Regions from separate parts of the Gossypium hirsutum genome. Here regions 2 and 3 are each linked to region 1. The links are chromatin contacts, called in public Hi-C maps. All regions are on one chromosome and are shown on one strand. The core of a region is the stretch at or near the end of the contact, and the rest is flanking DNA. Distances in the headings are between cores, read along the strand shown.

What was found. Hi-C and Micro-C count contacts between places; a contact is called where the count stands out from the background.
Region 2: a Hi-C map of leaf shows a contact between it and region 1, with 1.9 times the contacts expected there. The contact joins the promoter of LOC107914519 here to the promoter of LOC107914524 in region 1. A contact is called at or near these places in 2 of 34 Hi-C or Micro-C datasets (both in leaf).
Region 3: a contact with region 1 is called in a Hi-C map of leaf, with 4 times the contacts expected there. The contact joins the promoter of LOC107914521 here to the promoter of LOC107914524 in region 1. A contact is called at or near these places in 5 of 34 Hi-C or Micro-C datasets (hypocotyl and leaf).

What each region holds. Positions count from the first base shown.
Region 1 is chrD10:18,888,784-18,892,695 of Gossypium_hirsutum_v2.1, forward strand. It overlaps LOC107914524 (transmembrane protein 87B), which reads left to right and starts at 2,254. Exons shown (of 5, transcript XM_016843468.2): 1 at 2,254-2,833; 2 at 3,165-3,912. The coding sequence starts at 2,571.
Region 2 is chrD10:18,737,705-18,741,616 of Gossypium_hirsutum_v2.1, forward strand. LOC107914519 (WD repeat-containing protein PCN) reads left to right here and starts at 1,945. Exons shown (of 11, transcript XM_016843459.2): 1 at 1,945-2,174; 2 at 2,252-2,395; 3 at 2,821-3,133; 4 at 3,224-3,287. The coding sequence starts at 2,010.
Region 3 is chrD10:18,759,290-18,763,201 of Gossypium_hirsutum_v2.1, forward strand. LOC107914521 (reticulon-like protein B8) reads left to right here and starts at 1,824. Exons shown (of 7, transcript XM_016843462.2): 1 at 1,824-1,952; 2 at 2,224-2,247; 3 at 2,740-2,958; 4 at 3,034-3,214; 5 at 3,346-3,487. The coding sequence starts at 2,778.

The DNA of each region.
Region 1 (3,912 bases), core at 1,004-3,503:
TAATTTTAATATTTTTAATATTAAATATTTTTTATAATATTTTTCTTATTTTAAATATCTTTTATGATTTTTAATCACTTTTTATGGAGAAAATATTAGATTAAACCAGAAGCTACAACGTGTCACCATCTGATTGGTTTATTAATTTATTTTAATGGTTAACGTGGTCAATAATGGAAGCTGTTATCAGAGGGGCTTAATTGGTTATTTTAGTTAGCGGTAATGGCTTAATTAGGTGCAAATTTAATGTAAGGGCTTAATTGATTTTTTTTTTTGCATTTTCTTAAGGGCTTAACTGATATGTTAATAATTTATATTAAAATATTTTATTAAATTTTATTAAATCTATAATATATTTAGTCTTCAATTGAATTGTTGTCACTAATTATTTGGACATCAACTTAATTTAAAAATGACTAAAAAATCTTATATTTAAAATTTAACACTTATTATTATATTTATGAGAGTTTTTTTTCTTTTTATATACACATTTTAAAAATTTATAAAAGGAAAAATCTATAATTGATGAGATTTGAATTTAAGATATTAAAAATATGTAAAGCCTTAATTTTTCCATTTCAACAAAAAAAAATTTGTTTATGAATTTTATTATAAATACTAAAAATTCTATCACATGTATATACGTATGTAAATTATGTATTTAGAACACAAATATTAGTTTGAAAATAATATATAATGATTTAAAACTAATTAATAATGATACATAAAATATGTACGATACTAAAATAAATAAATAAATTAAATTGTGAGTTAAATAAAATTTAAACATGTAAATACATTTTATTAAGAATGCTAAATGCATTACAAATTTTTTCATCATGATGTTGTCATCAAACTTGAGTTAGTGTCGAGTTCACTTATGACACTCATTCAATTAACAACATTATTAGAGTCCGTTTGTTTACATGTAAAAGGTTTTACGAAAAATATTTTCTACATTTTCCTATGTTTGTTTCACTTAAAACAGTTTGGTCAACGGAAAATGATTTACATGTCAACGTAAAATAAGCCATTTTGCCTGTAAAATGACTTACCATTTTGAAAGACGTAAGTCATTTTTCGAAAAAGAGTTCATATATAGATAATTTTATTTTTATATAAAAATTAACTTAAATCAAGCTTAATATTATTATATTGATAATAAATTTTATTTTTATTCTTAAAAATATTTAAAATTATTAAAATATTGATATAAAATATTATATTTTTCAATATTATTAAACATACATATTTAATTATTTATATTTAGTCATATAATAAATTATTAATATAATTTATTATTTTAATAAATTATTTAATATTTAAATTTTATTTTAATAATAAATTTTAAAAATAATGATTTTAAATAATATTCTTCACATATTATTAAAAATATTCAATATTAATATTTTAATAACAAAGATTTATTATAATTATAAATTTATTAATAATAAATATTTTGTAGTATAAAGGTTAAAATATGTTATAAGTCTATGTACTCTTTACAAATTTGCAATTTAGTCTTTGTACTTTTATTTTCAAAAATTTAATCCCTCTAATTTTCAGATTTGAAAATCAAGTCCAATTATTAACATTGTTAATTTTTTTTTATCAATTTTGTTGATGTCACATTTTTAAATAAACAAAATATTCATTTGGTAGTCACGTAACTAAAAAATGACGTTGTAATGAACCTGAGTTTAACAAAATATTTTTACAATATGCAAAAACAATGTAAAATATAAATTTATAGATATAAAATTAACTAAATTAAACAATGAAAAAATAAGAAAATCTCAAATGTATGTTTGTTTCATTGAAAACAACTTTTATGAAACATTTTTAAGAAATTTGTCAAATAACAGAAAATATTTTACACAGATTCATCCAAACACCAGAAAATGTAACTTTTCTAAGAAAGTAAGTCATTTTCCAAAAATCATTTTCCGTAAGTTATTTTCAGTGAAACAAATAGACCCTTAATATATAGAATTAATGGAGGTAATAAAGAATGCATAATACAATTAAAATGTACATATCATATTAAAATAAAAGTTTTGGTTTAACAGTAAAGTTAATGTTTTATTGATATAAATAGCAACTTAATCAAATTAATTTTTTATTGATTCGTGATATTAACTCAGTGGCGTACTCAAGTAAAATTTAAATATTATTCTATTTTTAAAAAATACCGAATTTATTAGTCGCCACCTAGCAATAGAAATGTGTCCTAGAGGGGCTTTGAAGAACTAGAAAAATGTTATAATTCCCGAAGCCCAACTGAGAAAGGGCCAGCGGGGATGATGGATGCCCGAACTGAGAAATATCTTCATCATTATCAGGAACCCAGTATTAGTGTCGGGCCGATGAATAAAAAATAGTAACGTAACAAAAAAGAAGCTGCTGAGTCGCTGTCAATGCTTCTTCACTGCTTTTGCATCGGTTAGGACTCATTTTTGTGTTGCTGGTGTCTCTCTCTCTTTCTTTACCAATTTCCAGAACACAACGCCAGATACCTCTAACAACAACAACAAAAAACAGACGATCCCCGCCCTCAACCAAAAAACGAAATGCTGCAAGATATGAAGCAGAGACAGTTTCGAAGGGGAAGGATTAAGATTCCCATGTTTGTTGTGTGTGTTGGTTTGTTGCTTTGCTTCTCAAATGTTAATGCTTCCATTCATGAGTATAGAATGGAAGCTTTTAGCCCAAAATCCGATGCTTTCTTTTTCCATGGAGGCAGTGAAGGTCTCTATGCTTCTAAGCTCCATGAACCCACCACTGATGCTTCTTCTGAAACCAAACCATCTTTCAAGGGGAAGTCCATCATCAGGTACTTTTTTATTTATATTTACTCTTCCTTCATTTGATCTTTGCTTTTGCTTTTGCTTTTGCCTTTCCTTTCATTTGAAGAATTATTTTTACACTTTCTAGTTCTACTGTTGGTTTTGATTTTTTTGGACTTCGATTCACATTGAGAATCATCATCATCATTTTCACGCGATAGTATGATGATGCCCCTTCCATTTCGAAACCCTAGTTACTGTTTAGTTAACAATTTGATTGGCCATGTGCTTAATTTGGTAGATACATAGTGTCAGTCAAAATTTGGTAGTGATTGTTGTTGAATGTTGATGTTACTGTACCTGTTGGAATATTTTCAGTTTTGATCCGGTCACCTTTGTGAGACCGAAAGAGACTGCAAAGAGCCATCATCAGATGCAGCAGAACACGGGATTAGTGGAAGCAATCATACTCGAAGTTAAAGATAGAGCAAGGATTGGAGGGTCTTCTTTAAAATCCGATGCCATTTGCTGCAACAAACAACTTGCGGACCAAGGGTCCTGCAACCAAGGTGAGGTTATCATCCAACATAACCCGAACAACCTTGGGTGGCCTAAACGGATTAAGACCTTTTTCCAAGGAGACAATGAAGAAGCTAAAATGGATGTTGAAACAGTTGAGATAAACAGCACCGGGATGTACTACCTTTATTTTATGTTCTGCGATCCCCAACTCAAGGGTACTCTTATTAAAGGAAGGACCGTGTGGAAGAACCCCAATGGTTATTTACCTGGGAAGATGGCTCCGTTGATGACATTTTATGGTCTCATGTCTTTGGCTTACCTTGTGCTTGGCCTTGCCTGGTTTCTAAGGTTCGTTCAGTTCTGGAAGGATATCATCCATTTACACTACCATATCACCCTTGTTATTGCTCTTGGAATGTGTGAGATGGCTGTCTGGTACTTCGAATATTCTAATTTCAATTCAACTGGGACCAGACCAATGGGTATTACATTGTGGGCTGTCACATTTGGCTCTGTTAAGAAAACTTTATCTCGCCTTCTTCTTTTGGTGGTTTCCATGGGCTTTGGTGTAGTGAGGCCAACACTTGGTGGCTTAACATCCAAA
Region 2 (3,912 bases), core at 695-3,194, 150 kb before region 1:
AATATCCGGTTCAATCTTGACTTGTTTCTAATGCATGTTTTGGGTCTTGAGAACTCATATAAGGGACTTTATGAATAATATCTGACATGAATGTTAAATAATATAAAATGTATGTATTTGATCTGTTTATTCTGGTAATGCTCTGTAACCCTATTTCGGCGGCGGACACGGATTAGGGGTGTTACGGTAATGTCACATCATGTTTTCTTACAGGGGCAGTGATGTGACCTCATAGGTTGGTGGCACAATATCTTAGGACGGTTAAACAATCAATAGGCTCAAGACTCTATGCGCTCCACCTACGGAGGTTCGTTGGGGCTTACTGTGGAATCACACGATGTTGCAAGTCCTCCTGAAAAAGGACACATGTAGGGCTTATGGAGGTGGTATACCAATTGCATTTTGGATTCCAAGGCTATGGTCAGAGTTGTTGAGGATTGTTTATTCTAGTGGGGAAAGCTAATGTGTAGCCTAACTTCTACTAGCAACATCCAACGAGATCCATTAGCGAGTTGATGGAAAACCTAAATTTATTTGAAGGAAAACTTTAAGGTAATTTAATATCTTTTTCTATTTTGTTTGTATTTTTTTAATACACATGTTTTTGTTTTTATTTATAATAATTTTTACATTTTTAAAGTTTTTTTTATAATTTTTATCAAAAAGTGAAATTTTAAATGATTTTCTTTTTAATTGGAATTTTTAGAATTAGAACTAAATTGACAAATTTTGTAAATGTTTAGGGCTAAATATATTGAATTTTTTAGAATCAGAACTAAAATGACAAGTTTTGTAAACATTAAGGGCTAAATTGGTTGAATTTTTAGATTTAGACCAAATTGATAGAATGTGTAAACATTGGAGGCTAAATTTGTTTTTATGCTAATAAGAAAAGCCCATGTTAGACTTCCGTTATTGAGTTAATAGCAATTAACGGAAGAGTGACTAAAATATTTAATTTCTAAAAATTAAGTGACTAAATTGAAAAAAGATTGTTAGGTGATTAAAATAGAACTAAGTGCATAATTGAGTGACTATTCTTATAGTTTACCCTAAAAAACAATTACTAAATAGGAATTAAGTTAATGTCTAAAAATTATACATTTATGCATTTTCATTACTAATTTTTTTATAAAGGATAAGGAATAATGGTTATTTAAAGATTAAACTTAATATCAATGTCAATAAAAACTTAATATAATTTTTTTATATCATTTTACTCGTGGTTCGATGAATTCGACTCTGTTGGATTGAGCTTCTCACATTTTAACTTTTAATTTTATTTTTAACATCAATTTTTGAATTAAAAAAATATAAAAAACATTATAAATCTATCATGAAATAGCTTTTAAAAAATATTTTTAATAATTAATTAATTAAAATATTTATAAAATTGGTATCAAAATTAAAAAAAAGTAATATTTTTCTAGAAAGAAATTATTAATAAAAAAAGTATATAAAAAATTATTAATTAAAGGCATAATAACTTATTTGGCCTTTCAATTTTTTGAAAATGTCAATTTTAACTTTCCATTTAATTTTTCACCCTTTTAACTTGTATTGTTAGTCAAATAATCCAAAATGGATAAAAAAGTTAATATCTGTTAATTTTGTTGACCATCCACATGACAGTTGACATATATGTCACGTAAGCAATTAATTTATTTTTTAAAATTAAAAATATTAAAAAATATTTTTTTATAATTTATATTAAATTTATTAAAAAATTAATTAATTACTAACATAGTATTCACGTGACAAGCTATGTGTATGCCACATCAACAATTAGATGTTTAAAGGTTAAAAAAGACTAAAAATTAAATGAGGACTAAAATGATTTTTTATTAAAGTTGGAAGGCCAAATTAGTCCTTATGCGTTTAATATTATAATATTAGATCGGAGGTTTACTACTAGGTATATATATGTACATCTGTGCATCGCCTAGAGTTTTATTTACTGCTTTCTACCCTGAAATTGGCCTCCAAGGATTGCAGCCGCCCCAGCCACAATGCTCCCCAAAGCTTACAGAACCAGCTCAATCGACTGGAAGCCGTCTCCGGTTGTCGCCCTTGCTACCAGCCCCGACGGCTCCCAGGTTGCGGCCGCTCGTGATGATGGCTCCCTCGAGATTTGGCTCGTCTCTCCAGGCTCTGTTGGCTGGCATCATCAGCTGGTACCGTCAACTCTTCCATGTTATTACTCTATCTTTTTCGTTTTAGTTCAGTTTAATTTATTGGTGGCTTTGTGTAGACTATTCATGGGGATTCTACTTGTCGAGTTTCCTCGCTGGTGTGGTGTTGCGTTGGTTCAAAAGGCCCGTCTCCTGGCAGGTTGTTCTCCTCGAGTATTGATGGCTCAGTCTCGGAATGGGATCTTTTCGACTTGAAGCAGAAGGTTACTTTTCATTCTTTTTCCTCGCTTTTGCCATTTGTGGTATTCTCTATTGTATTAACCTATTGGTTAAATCCAGCGGGGTTTATTGGATGATTCCAACCTCTCCAACCTCAATGAAACATTTATATTAATTACTTATGACCTTTTTGGATAATGAGATTGTACCCGAGTTCTGAGTCCCTCTCTTATCATTTTCTTCCGGTTGCCTTAGTGTTGGCTTAATTGTTTATGTTGGTTGAAGTATGAGATACTGTTATGATCCAATGAGAGTGATATATGGTTATGTAGATTTGTTGATAGACTCCCATTGAATGCGTTTCTTTATTTCTTCCTTTCTTTCACATTACCCTTCTAGTGTGCAAGAAGCTTTGAATAGAAGTTATCTTGTATTCATTGTTTATTTATGTTATTAAACCCTTATGCAGATTTTGCTAGAGTCAATTGGAGTTTCAATCTGGCAGATGGCTGTGGCACCGATTAATAGACTGCCAACTCATGAAGAGACTAGGTCTCAGAATTTTGGAAATGGTTATTTGAATGATAAATATGAATGCGATGATACTGATGATGATGAAAACTGTGAAAGTGAAGATGTTTCAGACTCAGAACAAGTTTATCAGAAACTAGTTATGGAAGATAGATGTGTAGCAATTGCTTGTGATGATGGAGCTGTGCGAATGTACACTATTTCTGATCTTGATAAGTTAATCTACCAAAAATCATTGCCTAGGGTTAGTGGTGAGATATCTACACCTGAGCAAAAATTCTTCCAAGGTTATTGCTTTTAGTTTTACTCGGAGCTTATAGGTGCTATTTGCCTATTTGCAGGACGTGCTCTAAGTGTGACCTGGAGTCATGACTCAAATAGGATATATTCAGGGAGTAGCGATGGGTAAGTTTGTCTTTAAGTGAATATGCTGCATGTTATTTTATGACAACGGTTGATTCATACGGTAATATGATAATTCTGGGAATGCTTGCTTATTAATTTCTCATTTTGATTGATTTTATATCATTAATTTCAATTCCACTGATCTTCTATGTAGGGATGGTAATGTAGCGGGGTGGAGTTGGGGATTGGCTCTTCCACTTCTGCCCCCGTCTTGCATGGATTTTGAAAATATCCATCTCGATGGATAACTGTTAGATTAATAACGGCTCCACACTGCTTTCACTGCTCTACCCCATTTTTTACTAGTTATTTTTAAGTAAATATTGTGTAAATTGTAATAGTTCCTTCATGATATAATCCATTAGTATGTATAACATGCATTTATATAATGAAAGTATATATAAGATTTGTATACATATGATTTTCGTATGTATACATATGTCTATATATACTAAAAGTATAAAAGGGATACAGAGAGTATTTTTAGGGTAAAATATTAATTTTAAAGGTGGTGAGGAGGGGGGCAAGCTTTTTCAGAAACTGCTGCACTCGATTGCCCATCTCCACTTTCAGAAAAAAAAAAAACAACTCACCATTTGGAGTAGATGAATGCTAAATCCCTGAG
Region 3 (3,912 bases), core at 574-3,073, 130 kb before region 1:
TATTTAAGTTGTTTTCGTCTTTTAGTCTTTAAACTTACATTTTTTTGTCAAATTACTCTAAAATGGATGAAAACGTTTATTAACTTTGTTGATGTGGCATACACATGACTTGTCACATAAATGACATGTCAATATTTAATTATTCAAAAAAAATTAAAATATTAAAAATCTTTAAAAAACAATAATTTTTATAATTTAAAAACTTATACTTTTTAAAATAATTTTAATGATTTTAAAATTTTAAAAATAATTTTTACAATTTTTTTTATTTTTTTAGAATTTAAAAAAATTATTAAATGTTAATGTGTCATCCATGTAGCAATTCATGTATATGTCACGTCAACAGAGTTAAAAAAACGTTATTTTTTTCATCTAATTTGAGTGATTTGAGAACTAAAATAGATGAAAATTAAATAAAAGGTTAAAATAACATTTTTTTGTAAAGTTGAAGAGCCAAATAAGCCATTATACCAAATATATATATTTTAATATTTTATTTTGTAAAAGATATTATTTTAATAAATTTTCAACTGAATGGATGCTCGGTTAATTTGTGAGACTAATTTAATCAATATACTATAAATATATATAGAAAAAATATTATTTCATTTATCTGCCTGCCATTATTGAACCAAACTAAAATCTACCTACCATTCCTATATTTAAGAAAATAAATCAATTTTGGAGAAATAAATAGAAAACGCATCATGGAAGAAATGTTTTATGCTAAAAACGCGCTATAGAGAGTGTGCTTTCTGACTTTTTTAATACATCAATTTCTTTGGTCAGATGGTTTAATGTTAGTGATTTTACTTTAAGTCTCGGGTTTGATTTCTCTCCTACTTATATTTTTATTTTTATTTCATTTTGTTTCAAGCCAATAGTTATATAATTTTATAAATAAGGAAATTTGAGAACGATATCTTTATTAATTAAAGACATTAATTAAAAATAAAAAAATTGAAACAACATGAAATAAAAATATAAATGTGAGTAAAAGAGAAATCAAACCCAGAATTCAAGGATAAAATCACTAACATTTAATCATCTAACCAAATGAACTGATGTGTTAAAAAGTCAGAAAACATATACAACAGACGTATTTTTATCTTTTCTCTCCCAAATTAATTAATTTCCCTAAATATTAGAACCTGACTTATTTCTCTTATTTTTCTTGGTCTTTTCATCAAATTTGACCCTAATTTAATCAATATACTATAAAATAAAAAAAAATATATATTATTGCATTTATCTGCCTGCCATTTTTGAACCAAAATAAAATCTACCTACCATTCCACTATTTATGACGCCATCACGAAAATAGCATTTTAAAGTTAAAACACTTTTAATTTAACATTTAAACTTTTTATTTAGAAAAGTTGTATATTTTTGGTTAAATTCTATTTTTAGTCCATATATTTATCTAAAATTTAAAATTTAATCCTTATAATTAAAAAGATAAAAATTAAATCCTCTTACTTTTCTGATTATAAAAATTAAATCCTCTTACTTTTCTGATTTAAAAATATCATTTTAATCATTAATAATTTTAATATTTTTCATCAAAATTTACTAGCTTGACATGTTGACTAGACTATCCTCAAATGATGTTACATGTGATATACAAAAAATAAACAGGTTTATGTTGATAAATTTTGATAGAAATTACAAACAATCAGAATTATTAAATTTAAAAAGTAGGTGGATTGAAAATTTTTTAATATTTAAAGTAAAAAGACTAAATCTCAATTTTTAGATAAGTACAAGGACTAATAGCAGATTTTAACCTATATTTTTTTGTTCGAAGTGAATGTGATACCAAGGTTAACGTACAAGAGAAACGTGGAAATAATTTAGATTTGATTCCTCCAGTCTCCATTCATTTCTTGCTTGTCAGTATCACCCACTATCCTCAGACGTATCATCAACATCTCTCTTTCTCTCTCTCTCTGGTTTGTGCTCTTTTGCATCCTCCTTTTTCTTCTCCTTTTACAATTGATGATATTTTCTACAGAAATTGCAGTTCTTTGATCATGATTTTTTTCTTTTCTTATATTTGATTCTACTAAAGTTCTTAGTTTTAAAATCTGGGTTTTATTTATTTCAAGTTGTTGGTTTTTGTTTGGTTCTGAGGTTTATCTTGTTTGCTCGAGTCCTTACCTTGGCTGCTTTGTCTTTCTTGAACTTTGATATTTCCGACGATTTTTTTTTCTTAAATTGCAGTAGCAAATTACCGCAACTTTGAAGGTACTAATTTTTTGTTTGCTTTATTTCTGCTACTTTTTCTTTTCTTTTTGTTTTTGGGTGAAGTTCATGTACGGAAACACAGTTCCAATGTTTCTATAAAGGGTTACATGTGATGTTAAAGCATTAGTAAGAACAAGAATCTGTTTTGATATTATCTTTAGCAAATGGCAACCATAGGTTTTATTGCAAAATATTTGCTCTTATGAGCATCTCATGGTGGTTATGATACTGGGTTCATCTAGCTACGCCAAATTACTTGAAATTGGTTCATATATTTCAGTTGAGTGGTTATATGTGTCTACTGAGAAGCCAAAGCAAACGGAACTTTTTTTTTTTTTTTTGTGTGTGTGGCTATAAGCTTAAGCATTAAGACTCCATTTTTGAATTTTTTTTCCATAAATATTGCAAAATATAATATTAAAAGTGAACTTCAAATTATTTGTTAGATGTTAATATTTTGATGAGATTTCAGAGCTGTTCTGTTTATTCCAGGAGAATAAATTTGTCTGTTTTCTTGAAGCACAAGAATAATGCCTGAGAAAATATCAGAGGACTTATTTAACAATCTAGTAGAGACCATTGCAGATAGTGTCTCTAAGCAGAAATCTGTGTCCTTTTTTGAGGAAGAGAAATCAAACTCGGTTGTCTCTGGCTTCAATCGGCTTTTTGGACGTCAGAGGCCTGTCCACCATATTTTGGGGGGTGGAAAATGTACGACTTTCTACTCTTTTCTTGAAATTGCTAAAAACCACCTGTTGATCAATGTTTTTACTGTAAATTGTGCAGCTGCTGATGTTTTGTTATGGAGGAACAAGAAGATCTCAGCCAGTTTTTTAGCTAGTGCAACTTTAATATGGGTTCTATTTGAATGGCTTAATTACCATTTCCTGACTCTTCTATCCTTTGCTTTGGTTCTTGGCATGGTTGTGCAGTTTGTTTGGTCAAATGCCTCGGGTTTACTTAACAGGTAACACAAATAGGCATATGCTTATGTGCTGCTTTTATTTTTTATTATTTGTTGCTCTTCAAGGTTTTGGTACCATGTGTGCTGCTGATAGGATTGCATAATTTTTATAGTAAATTACTTCATGGAAACAGGTCATCTTCTCAAGTGCCACACCTTGTTTTGCCTGATGAATTATTTGTTAGCATTGGGAGGTCAGTTGGTGCTGAGGTGAACAGAGGCTTACAATATCTGCAGGATGTTTCATGTCAGGGAAACTTGAAACAATTTCTTGTGGTAGGCTCTCAATATTTTCCTAGCACTCTTTCCTTAACGACATATGCTTGCAAATTAAATGTTCCCTGCTGATCCATATGCCTTTAAAAGTTTCTGCCACGTATTTGTAGAAACATTCAGCAAACTCTTAAATATCGTTAATGCAGGAGGAAGAAATGTTATGATCAATTTCTTTATGCATTGTATTTATTGCGGCATTCTTCACTCTTTCTTAATTTGCTTCTCAAATTACTTCCTTATTTATTTGGTTGTAATTGATTGTTAGTGTTGAAAATTATTAAAGTGAAATATGTCAGTAAATGGCCCTTACTAACATTTTACTAATGCATGCAACTTTAGAGACTCAATCCAAGAAAAAGTTCAAAAATCAAATGAAAAGTATATTTGGAGCAAGTTTCAGCATGTTTGATCCAAAAAGCTGAAAA